Linked DNA regions of Gossypium hirsutum: region 2 is linked to region 1. A link is a contact called in public Hi-C data. All regions are on one chromosome and are shown on one strand. The core of a region is the stretch at or near the end of the contact, and the rest is flanking DNA. Distances in the headings are between cores, read along the strand shown.

Evidence for each region. Hi-C and Micro-C count contacts between places; a contact is called where the count stands out from the background.
Region 2: a Hi-C map of leaf shows a contact between it and region 1, with 2.5 times the contacts expected there. The contact joins the promoter of LOC107918521 here to the enhancer-like site in region 1. A contact is called at or near these places in 4 of 34 Hi-C or Micro-C datasets (anther and leaf).

What each region holds. Positions count from the first base shown.
Region 1 is chrD13:15,875,335-15,881,520 of Gossypium_hirsutum_v2.1, reverse strand. No RefSeq gene overlaps it. Among protein-coding and RNA genes, the nearest start is that of LOC121225872, 15 kb to the right of the region's middle. Within about 2 kb of position 2,835, at least 1 of the 9 cell types and tissues checked has an H3K27ac peak or open chromatin away from gene starts, as enhancers often do. A contact at or near this core is called in leaf, where this site is marked.
Region 2 is chrD13:15,914,404-15,920,589 of Gossypium_hirsutum_v2.1, reverse strand. LOC107918521 (probable WRKY transcription factor 57) reads right to left here and starts at 3,240. Exons shown (of 5, transcript XR_005922771.1): 1 at 2,427-3,240; 2 at 1,140-1,283; 3 at 95-474.

The DNA.
Region 1 (6,186 bases), core at 1,586-4,085:
CAATGCATGCACGCTGGGGCGCATTCATTTGTCTTTAGAAAAATAATTTGTGACCACGTTACTTTTCCATCTATCACATAATGCCCATAAGAGGATATCATGTACCCTTATTGGGATATGAATTCCACTATTGCAAGTGAAGTTTTGTCATGCAAAAGTTGTATACTAAATGTACCGACTTTCAACTCTTTTACCAATTTAACTCGGGCTTTTAATACAACAAAGTATACGAGACACACACACATAGTTCATCACTTATGTAGGATTGAGGTAAGTCATATTATAGACGTCTCAAGTGATAAGCCCATAAACGAATCTAGGATTATGCTACTTGGATCATGTTTGGTGTACTGTCAGTCTAAACAACCACTCTATGTCTCCAGCTTTTAGGAGTCATCTGCTCCGATACCCAATATATGGTATTTTCCTAATTGGACTTAATAAATGACATAATAATCTTTTAATTTATTTGCTCAATTTCGATTAGACTATGAACCATTTAGACTATCTACTAATATAAGTTGTTTTCTCGCATTGTGATACAACCATATAATGCAACTTAGTATTAGTTAATTGTTAAATAATTAAGGAGTTAATATTTTCTTTCATTTTGCTTTACATGCAAAAACTCATTGAGGAAATTATACAAGAGATATTGATGAGAAAAATGAAATTTTATTAAACAAACTTGTTTGAAAAATTACAAATACATTGATAATATTACTACACTAACAACATTAGATCTTAACAAGTAATATCTAATATATCACTTAACAAAAAATTCCATGCTACTTTAAGTGGGTTGTAAAAAATGTGTATATATTTTGGGTTTATATATATATATTAACTTTTGTCACATTCACTATGTGAGTGTGAAGAAAAAAATTTATAGAATATATATATTTTAAAATTTATGGTAGTCTTTTATTTTAAGGAAAAAATTAATGGTATATTTTTAAGAAAGTAAATTTTTTTATACAATATTAGAGGTAGGGGATGGGATAATACGATTTGAACTCGTGTTAAACGAGTATTTGAAAAAAAATTTAACCATCACTCCATTCAAGTAATATTTTAAGTGAAATGTTTTCTTTTAGAAAAAGTGATTAAGTTATTTTATTTAAATATGTTATATATAAAAATTTAAACACAAAATTATCCCTAAAATATTTGGTAATTTTTTTAAAAAAAATTGAGTTAGTAGTCTTTTATTAATAAAATTGATATCTGATTAACTTGGAATACCAATATATATAAGAGTCAAAGTTTAACACGAGTCCCAATACTACCATGTAAAGTCTATTTTAGTCGCTCTACTAAAAATTGTTACAAATTAATCCTTATATATGAAAAATTTGTTCAAGTCATGACACTGTTATAATTTGGTGCTAAGTTACTAATAATATGGACAAAATATATAATACCCAACTAATTTACCCATAATCTGACCTGACCATAAGAAAACCCAACCATCCCCCAAAATAATCCATGTATTTTTTTAATTATCATGTGGTTGAAAAAAAATTTGTTAAGTTTGCATTTTTTTTAGCCAGTTAAAAAAGACATGAATTTTTTTGGATAGTTGGGTTTTTTTGGTAAAATAGTTATGTATGATATATTTTGTCTAAATTATCAATAATTTAACAACTTATAATGGTGTCATGATTTGAATAAATTTTTAATGTATAAAACCTAATCTAAAGAATTTTTAGTAGAAAGGCTAAAATTAACTTGGCATAATGACTTATTTTGTCCTCCACATGTACAAAAAGAAAAGTTATTTTAGTTTTTTATTTAATGTTATGCCTCTTTTTGTCATTAAACTTACTGTTTTTGTCAAATCACCCAAAATATATTGAAAAGTTAAACGTCTATTAACTTTCCATATGTGGGTTACTTACTACGTGGATGTCATGTTAACAATTGATTATTTTTAAAAATTAAAAAATATTTTTTAGACTTTTTAATAATTTTAACATTTTTAAATTTTTTAAATAGTTTATATATATATTTTTAAATTTTAAATTTTAAAAAGTAATTAATTGTTACCGTGGTATCCACTTATATGCCATGCCAGTAAAGTTAACATGTGTTAATTTTTTTTTCATCTTTTTTGAGGTGATTTGATAAATAACTTAAGTTTAAAAGCTAAAAAAGATGAAAAAAATAAATAAAGAGTTAAAATATATATATTTTTATAAAAGTGATATGGTAATGTAACAACTGTGAGAGAGATTTTGAAAAGCCATTACTGAATATGAAATTAATAAAGCTAGCCTTGCAACAATTGATATCTCTTGTTCTATATGTATATTTATTTATATGCATATATAATGGAAATGAAATTTAAGCTATTTTGACGAAGTTACTCTTAAAAGATTCAATATAGGGTTGTTAGTTTTTGTTCTTTTGAAATTTTATATCATAAATTTACTTGCATATAATATATATATATATATATAAATGGTTGAGTCATATAGAAAACCTCGTTATGAAATTTGGAAATATATTTCAAAAATTGTTTAATCATATTAGTAGTGAAGCAGTAGACCATCAAAAAGCCAAACTGCATTGCCAGTATCTTCAAAGCTTTGTATCAATGGCTGAGAAAAAACCTAGAAAATTCACCCTGGTTTTGTTTTGTTAAAATGAAGATATCTATACATGACGAAGAAGAAGGAAATGAAGTTAAACTTAGGCAGGTGCAGTCGCATTCAGGGTTTGAGGACCACTTTTTCTCTTATTTTCCAAGTTGCCAAACAGGTTGCAGGCAAGCCACTGGATCCCATTGAAGATGATCAAAGTTTTCAGGTAATATATATGTATAATGTGAGTGGACCAATCCCCCTTTCATTTTCCATTTTTTGGTTTACTTTCGCTGTCATGAAATGATAGCCGTCACAACCCTAATCCTATGGCAGATGCTTTGTTTACATTATATATATTCCTGCCTACATAATAAAGACAATCCTACTACTAATAATGCTAATATGGGATTTTAAGCATTATACCTGAGATTTGGCTTCTGTTGCTTATAAATTAATGTCAAGTTTTAATATATTTAATTTACTGACAAGGGGGGGGGGTTCTCAAATCATGTTTTTACATTTCATCAGTAAAGGATTTTTCATTTCAATTCTAAAATATTGAACAGCATACCTATATCATTTTGTATGGATGATAATAAAAATAAAATGAGACTTGCATGAGAGTTGATAGGTTATTATTTTTTAAAAGTAACAATATGGGCCAGAATTTGAGAATGGAAGAAGCGAAGTAGGTGGTTTTATAATTTAAATAATTGTAAAATTTTAACATTATTATTAATAAATATATTTCAACATTGTTCACTTGTATTCATGGCTCATGTTGGATTCCTGTTCAAATTTACTACACTTTATATCTATTTAATTTTCTCAAGTCCATTTATATTTGTAAATAGCTAAACCTGCACAAATATATTACTTTTAATTTAACATTTCCTAATTTATATGTTTTTATTTTATTGAAATTTTAAACATAGACATCATCTATATTTTTTAATGTTTACATTATAGAGTTAATATATATCACATATTTAGAACATAGGTGTGTTTTTCAAAAAAAAAAACATGTAATAAAAAATGAAACGTAATATTTGAAACTAATAGTAACACATATGCAATATATACGAAATTCAAATAAAAAACTAGTTTAAATGAGAGTAAAAAGAAATTTAAATAGGTAAATACATCAAATTAAGAATATTAAATGCACTCTAATTGCTTATCTAGTTGACTTTTAACGTTAACACCAATATATACAAATTTTATGCTGGTTTTATAAAAAATTGTAAAAAGATAAAAGTTCCATTGTAAGAATTAACTTATTCAAATACATAAGGTAGATTAGTAACCTCCCAACCAAGTTAGTGTCCGGTTGACTCATGACACTAACTTAATCAGAGACTTAAATAATAGTATAAATATATGGACGTGGGAGAAACAATTTGGATAATAGCATTGGAATATATAAAAAAAATAGAATAAAATTTTAGTTGAAGTGGTAAAGAAAAAATAGAATAAAACATTGACATGAGTTCAAATTTTATAATGGTTTTACGTAAAATGTAAAAAGACAAAAGTACCCTTTTAAAAGTATAACCTATTTAAAAATGTAAGGGTAGTTTAGTAATCTCTCAACTGAGTTGATGTCCAGTTAACTCGTGATATCAACTCAGTCAGGGGTTTAAATAATAGTATAGTTATACAATCGATAAGGGTAATACGATGCACAAAACAATTTATGATAAAAAGACTAAAGCACCTTAGAATAATATAATCTTTTTAAATATGAAAGGATATTTTCGTAATTTCACTGATTATTTAAATAATAGTATAGATATGTATAATTGACGGAGGTAATAAAATGTGCATAATAAAATTAATATTTACAAAACATTTGGAAATAATGCCTTATTTGAGTGGTAAAATTAAAATTATATCGACTCAAATGTCATGGCTTCAAATCCCACTAATATTGATTTTTTAATAAAAAGATTAAAATATTCTTGAATAATATAATTTATTTTAAATACAGAAGGATATTTTCATAATTTCATTAACCGAGTTGGTGTTCGCTCGATTGGCTCATGACATCAACTTAGTCCGTAGTTTAATTAATAGTATAGATATAACATAATATATATATTATAAAGTAGAAAACAAGAGGGATGAAGATCAAACATTGAATGTTGGAGCCCAAATCCGACTCATATTTTAAATGACCTTATTTTTTTTATCCAAACCCATTCTTTGAGTTTCATATTTTTGTCTAAATCTTTCCATGTTTTGAACAGGCCTTCAAACTTGAGTAGGCGACACGACCCTTGAGCAAATCTAAGAAATGAGAAAAGATAAAAAAATATATATGTGAATTGGATAGTTTTATAATTTAAGCTAGTTTGTATTTCCCTGCGATGCAAAGGTCAATTGTATATATTAAATTTATAATATTTTTAAAACATTAATTTTGTTTAAAATTTTTAATAAATTTATTTAAAAATTATTAAAAAATTAATGTAATTACAAAATTTGTTAAAAAAATTTAACTAATTTAGAATAAATTATATGAATATTATTTAATTTTAAAAGTATTTAATATTAAAATAATGCAAACATTTATTATAGCTTGAATATTAATATTAATAGAATTTAAATAATACTATCAATAATTTCTTATAGGTTATTTATTTTATATATTATTAAATTAATTTTTTTAATGTTAAGATCGTTAATATTCAATTTTTTGTAATTTTATATTTATATTTGCTGTACTTTTTAATTAATGAATGTAATTAATTCTTATTATATTTAAAAATATAAATTTAATTTAATAAATTATATTAGTATGTGTTTGTTTTTTTTTTTTTGTGTGTGAACAAACAAAAAGTTACATTAACTTAAAACATATGAAATATCTCTAGGTGGAACTGCAAATAATAATAGACCCTCCTCTCTATCAAAAGTCATTTTGGTATATAATTTGCATCCTTGTTCTCTTCTTTAGGAATATGTTGTAATAGTCACTGACCAACCTTCTTCAAGAGTAAATGAATCTGCAAAATTAAAGCAGAATTCAAGGATGACAATGAAGATTCTTGAATAGCGTTGGCAACCTCCACACTATCAGTCTGAATCAACACTCTCTCATAATTCCGGCTCTGCAGTATGTTCAAACCATCAAATATTCCCCATAGTTCAGCATAAAAAACTAAACACTTCCCCAAGCACCTGTTGAAACCTAAAATCCACTTTCCTATATGATCTCGCAAAGCTCCTTCTGAAGCAGCTATTTAAGATTTCGTCTTAGCAGTACCATCTGTATTTAATTGAACCCATCTGTCCTTCCAAGGGATTGTCTCCCTTTCTTGTAACCACTTGTACAAGCTATTCTTATTCAAAGAAGCATGTTGCTTAGCCCAACTTTAAGAGATCTTAAAAGCTTCACTAGTGCTCCATGTCATACCTTGGAAAATAAAAAGGTTTCTATTCTTCCAAATGTGCCATGCTAGGATACCAACATGAGTCACTCATTCCACCTCCTCCATCACCAAACTCTACTTGTTTTGCAAATCATACACTAGCCTTATGAAGGCTACCTGAGAAAAACCATCTTTGTTTATCTGAAGGAATGATCTGAAACCAG
Region 2 (6,186 bases), core at 1,991-4,490, 39 kb before region 1:
AAAAACACAAGAAATTCAGGCAGATTAAGCGTGTCAGAGTTATAATATGGCAGTGTGACAATATGTGAACTCAAGTGAAGGAAGCTATGCATACCATATTTTCTTTCTCACGTCTTACGCATGCCAGGAGGCACAATATCTCCAAGTAACCCTTCATCTTTTGGCAGCTGTGAGGTGGGTTCTGGCAGCGCTCGAGATTCTCTTACCTCAATGGGCAATTGCTGTGACTGCGTTGTGCTTGGAGAAATTCCCCTATGTAACTGTACCCCTTGTGAATAATAAAATTGAGAGACTCCAGGAGTAAACTGACCGGCAAAGGCAGCTTCATGGCTGATGAGTCCACCACGGGGGAAACCGACACTATGATGACAGTGTTGACCTTCATATGTAGTAATGACGATGGTGGGATCTTCAGAGGAGCGTTCCACCCTCTTCTTCACTGTACATTTGCTATTTGTGCAGCGATAGTAACTCCTGTAAAATTAAATAACTGGCTCAGCTTTTGCACAAGATTCTGAAAATTTTCTTTCCATCAATTAATAATTTGCCTGAAGCCATAATTGATTTTTGTTACTCTACATGTGCTTCATAAATTTGATCTCATTTTATGTAATGCATGGAGATGGTGCATTCTCACATAAAATATGGCTGAATTAAGAAAAAAGTATTTATGCAGTTGAAAAATAAGATTAGTCAAATTAATAATTAAAAGGATCGTGGACCTAAGATTTAGAGAAGGTTTTAATCTGTATAGACACGTCTTATCAATCATATAGCCATGAACTGATGGAATCTCATCCTATGACACGATAGTGGTTTAATAATCAACGTATTGGACTTTTGTTAAAGAAAGATATCATTAACTCTAGTTTATAACCCTTTGATTTCGGGGCATCTTTTGTCAATGAACTGATGGAATCTCCTATAATAAAGAGCAAAGAAGGTAGAATTCATCAAAACACAAACTTCTGAAAAGAAAATTTTTTATTATAATATTGGAAAGTGAAAATATGGTTTACAATGTTTCACTTTGAAGTTTATTTTATTGAACAGAAAACAGGCATTGAATCAAGATTGAAAAGTGGATAATATGTCAGTTTTCTCTCAATCATATTCATAATAGAGAAATAGCAACAGACCTAGGAAATGGACTATTTTTAACAGCTTTTTGTCCATATTTTCGCCATCGGTAGCCATCTTCAAGATGATCAACTTCACTCTTGGTCATAAAAGCAAAACGTGGCTGCCTAATTCGCTTTTGCCCCTTCTTCCTCACCTTACTCCTACAAAAATATTCCACCTACAAATGATCAAAATGGAAAGAAAAAAAAAACCTAAAACATTAAAATATTTTTTTCTTTAAAAAAAGGTTGATGCGTATGTTTCAATCTACTTGCTAAATATTAAATCAGTGGTTCATTACTTGTTATTCTCCCATGCATCAGTGTGTTAATCTTTAACAAAAGATAACTATAATCAAAATGTCTGGGACCTGTCTAAGCAATTTCAAGCTATGCAATTGAAAGAAATATGAAACTTGAAACTACTAAGGTAAATGTCTTCAATGTAATCAAGAAAATAATTGAAAAATATTTATATACTTCATATACTGCAATGTGATGAAAATCAAGTTTCTAAGTAAGACAATGAACTTTCTAATACCATGAAAGGCATCAATATGGGAGAAACCCATGATTTTATGAGATGTCTGATCAATGCCCATTAACAGCAAAGAACATTTTATGAATCTAAATGCTACTAAATGTCAATAAATAAAGTTATAGTTTTTCTATTTCTTTTTTAAGAATGCATGAACAGGCAGTAAGTAAAACTATAAACTGCATTTCCCAATTCCTGAAACAATGAAAACACATCTCAGTATATATTGCTTCAGAGAGGGGATGAATTCAGAACAAAAGACAGACTTCATACCAAAAAAAAGGAACATGTTCCTAAATTATTCTAATTTGCAGTATCTAAGATTAAAGAGGATTTTCCCAGCTATATTTCCGCTTTTTGCCGTAAAAAAAAAAAAAGATTTCTCAAAGCAAAGCACGCCATTGCCGCCGCAATAACGGCGGTGTTGAAGGCCACTTCGTTAATAGGCAAAAAGTCGCTTTTATTTTTCGCCCTCTCTATTTGCCTTAATTGGACCAATTATTTCCCTAAATTTACGAAACTGCCTCAACCCTTCTTCCCCAACTTGCATGAAACGAGGTTGTTATATTTATTTTATGCAGTTTCACTGTACGGACACCGAAATTTGCATGACTTTTGATACGGTGGCTTTTATTACCATCTGTCATTTTTGCCCACCGAAGTCGTACTTAATTACAACTCAGTCTCATAAAGTAGCACAAAACAACAAAAGATAAAGGTTTTTAAAATTATTTTTTAACTTTCATCATTGGTTCACTAGTACTCACGGTATCTCAGGCGGTTTCCCGCCGAAGCCCGTAGATTTCTCCGGCGGATCCTCGCTGGAGCTCGACGACACCGACGGATTCGATGTCGGCACTTCAGCTGACCCGACCGGATTCGACGCTGCCCCTGAACACGAACCACCAGCTGCACCACAGCTTTGCGATTGCGAGCCGCTAAAATTTCCCGCCAAACCACGACTGGCGTCGGTTCGGTCTAGTTCACCGAACCTTTCAATCTCATCGGCATGGTCCAGTTGTAGAATATTCCAACCAAACTCACTCAGTATACTGCTTTCCCTATCGAAGAAGTAATTGATGCTATCCGAGACTGAGTCAGGTCCAGCAAGTGTCCAGCTCGAGCTCGAATCGGATTTAAACTCAGTCCCAGCTGGATCAAGCCCCTCTTTATCTTCCATCCTCTAAACCTTCATCCAAAAAAAGAATAGAACATACAAAGAAAATAACAGGATTCAAAGCACGTCCAAATGAAATCTAAAAGAAAACGTAGAGAGAAAATAAAACAAAAAAAGGAATGAAGGAGAGAGAGCTAGGGTTTTTGGCTAGTTATTTTTTCCCGTCGTCCAAACAGAAAAAGAGAAAGAAAAAAAAGGAAACTGAAAAGAACGCGCGAGTAAGAGAGATTGGGGGAGAACAGAAAAAAGATAAGTTTAGAAAAATCGGCGTCAACTGAAAATAGTGACGGGAGGTTGATATTTAAGCAAAGGAGGAGAAAGAAGATGAAGAGCAAGGGAAGCGGGTGTGCGTGGGCCCACGCGCATGAATGAAGAGAAAAATAGAAGAGATACTTTCCGACATAAGGACGCACCATGTTTTTTTCCCTCTCTTGGCAATGCTTTTTTTAATGTTATTTTTTCCCTTAATCGTTCTCAGATATTTGAGATATACCTTGAATTTTATTTAATTTTAAATTTAAATTTGAATTAATTCTAATTTTCAATAAAATAAAAATAAAATTTTTCAGTATTATTTTATCTATACATGAGATTCGTGGGATTTTTTTTTGAAGGACATCCAGTTTATTCCATTCAATAGATGTTGAATGTTAATTTATTTTATTTTTGAAGTTGCAAGTAACTATATCCATTATTTTAATGAGAATAAATCATTATAGGATAAATTTTAATTAATTAAACTCATCTATCGAAAATAATTTTCACAAACCTGATACTCAAAGTCCCAATCAATTATTTTAGGGTAAATTACATTTAAGTTCATTAAACTATTAGTAAGTCTATGTTTTAGTCACTCAACTTTAAAAATTTACAAAATGATTGTTGAATTATTCTCACTGATGTAACAGCCCAATTATCAATGGTGTTGAAAAACGGTAGTTTTGGAACCCCATTTCCAACTATTGATAATAATATTTACGAGTTTATTTTGAATTATATTGAATTTTGGTTTAGAAATTTTATTGAAATGATAATTAATTGAAGTACTAGCGCAATGACCCTAAAGTCAGTGGTGTCGAAATAAGAGATATTGCGACCTCATTTCCGCAAACCAAGCACGTAAATATTTACGGAGTTATTATATAGGTAAATTGAATTTTGAATAAGTAATTTTTTCGAATTAGTGACTAATTAAGGTACAAATACTAAATTGTAAAAGAGGTAAAAATTAATTACTATGAAATTATAATTAATTGAAGGACCGATTGAGCAATTGGACCCTTCTAATAATGTCAAACGGTAGTGGTTGTTGTTTGTCACCCGCTTAATTGATTAATTAAGATTTATTAAATTCAATTAGATTAATTAAGTACAAAACTAGGCATATAAGTAAAAATAAAAAAGAAACACATTATATTTACCAAAAGAAAAAGAAACACATTATTATTTCTTCCTTCTCCGCTCGTCTTCTCCACGAAAACAAGAAAGAAAAATTGGGGTTTTGATCGTTTGAACTTCGGTCCTTCAAAATAGGTAAGTATACAAGTTCGTTTATTGTAACTTTTACGTTTTTAAGGTTGTGGTAGCTCGATTTAGCTAATCCGTGTTTTATTTTCGAAACTGCCAAAGTTTCAAAATATTTCCATTGATGAATGCTTGAAGTTATTGGTGTTATTTGGTTAGATTTTAAGCTTAGATATGAAAAAAACTAATTTGTAAAGTTTAATTGTTAATTTTTAACATATGGACTAAAGTGTAAATATTTCAAAATTAAGGATAAATTTATGTAATTATGGATAATAAAGGGCTGTAGAAAGAGGTAATTGAAATTGGATTGTAAATCAAAGCTTAAATTTGAAAGATATAGCTATTTCGGTTTTAAGGACTAAATTAAATAAAATACAAAAATTTAGGGAAAATTCAAAAAAGTGAAAGTGAACTGATTTATGCTTATAATAGAATGGTATAAGGTAATTGGAATTGATAAATCATAATGAATTATTATAGACTGGGAATTGAGTCAATATGAAGATAATCGAGGAAAATGAGAAATTGCATATTAGTCCCTAACTCTTTGTTGTTGTTGTTGTTGTTGTTGTGTTTATCCTAGGTAAGTTCATACAGTTTATAATTATTATAAATGTTGATTAATTGTGTTATAAATACTTGTATATATACTTAATAATTCTTGAATGAAATGACATTGATATAAAAGTTGAATTGGGCTTAAATGAAAGGTATTTAGATATTATATAATTCGGGAGAAAAAAAAAGATACAACAAATACCTATTGTTGACTGTAAAGGAAAAATCCTGTCAATATGAACAAAGGCTTCAGCCTCAATAAGAAGAAAACATTATAATTTGTTGGCAACCAACTTTACTATAACTCAAGCACAATATATCTAGGGTGACTATAAGCACCTAACACAGTAAGGAAACTAGCCTAATACTTGCATAAGCAAGACTAATACTTGTATAGGACAAGACAAAATCTTTCATCAATTTCATAAGAGAAAGGAAGATTTATTAAATAAAGGAAAGCAATACAAAACACATAAACTTAAAGCAACATGGGTCCAAATCGACTTGTGAAATCATTTATTATTCCAAAATACCGTCAAAATAGAAATAGATCAAGGAACTGGTAAAGAGCCACCTTTTGAATATCTATAGCCAGTCTATTTTCATAGTGGAATTATTGATGATTGGTGGAGGTTCAACAATGGAAAACATCGATGTCTGTCCATCACAACCCATGAAGAAAGCAAAGATACCCAAAAAAAAAATCTATCAATTGAAGAGAGAAAACAAATGAAGTGGAAGAGGAGAAAGAATACGAGATCAAAGATGATGGAGGGCAAGCAGCGTTGGCTAATAGCCAGTCAACTACTAATTAAGAGATTCTCCCTTTAGAGTAGCAATAAATGGGTCGAGATGCAATATATAGGTGAAACCCTAAAAAAGTAATTTATTAATACTTAAATTACACGTTGTTTCCATATTAAGTTATACTTTTACTATGATTTAAATTATTAAATTTCTAGTTACACTTTTTTTTGATGAATGATGAAATTCATTAATCCAAGAATGCAGTTAAACTGTTACAAAAGAACAAAAAACAGTGTACAATAACTTTAAGTTATGCAAGCAAATTAACCAATAATACCTCAAGAAGCACAAAGTGCAGCATTAACAGGATCAGTTTTATTGATTGGTTTTCTTCCTAAGTAAGCTTCCACAGTCTCTTTAATCTACACAAAGACAGCATCTTCAGTCAAGAAAGATGTACCAAAATACCTCTTGTTCCTCTATCTCTATATCACATACAAATATGCACACCAAACAAG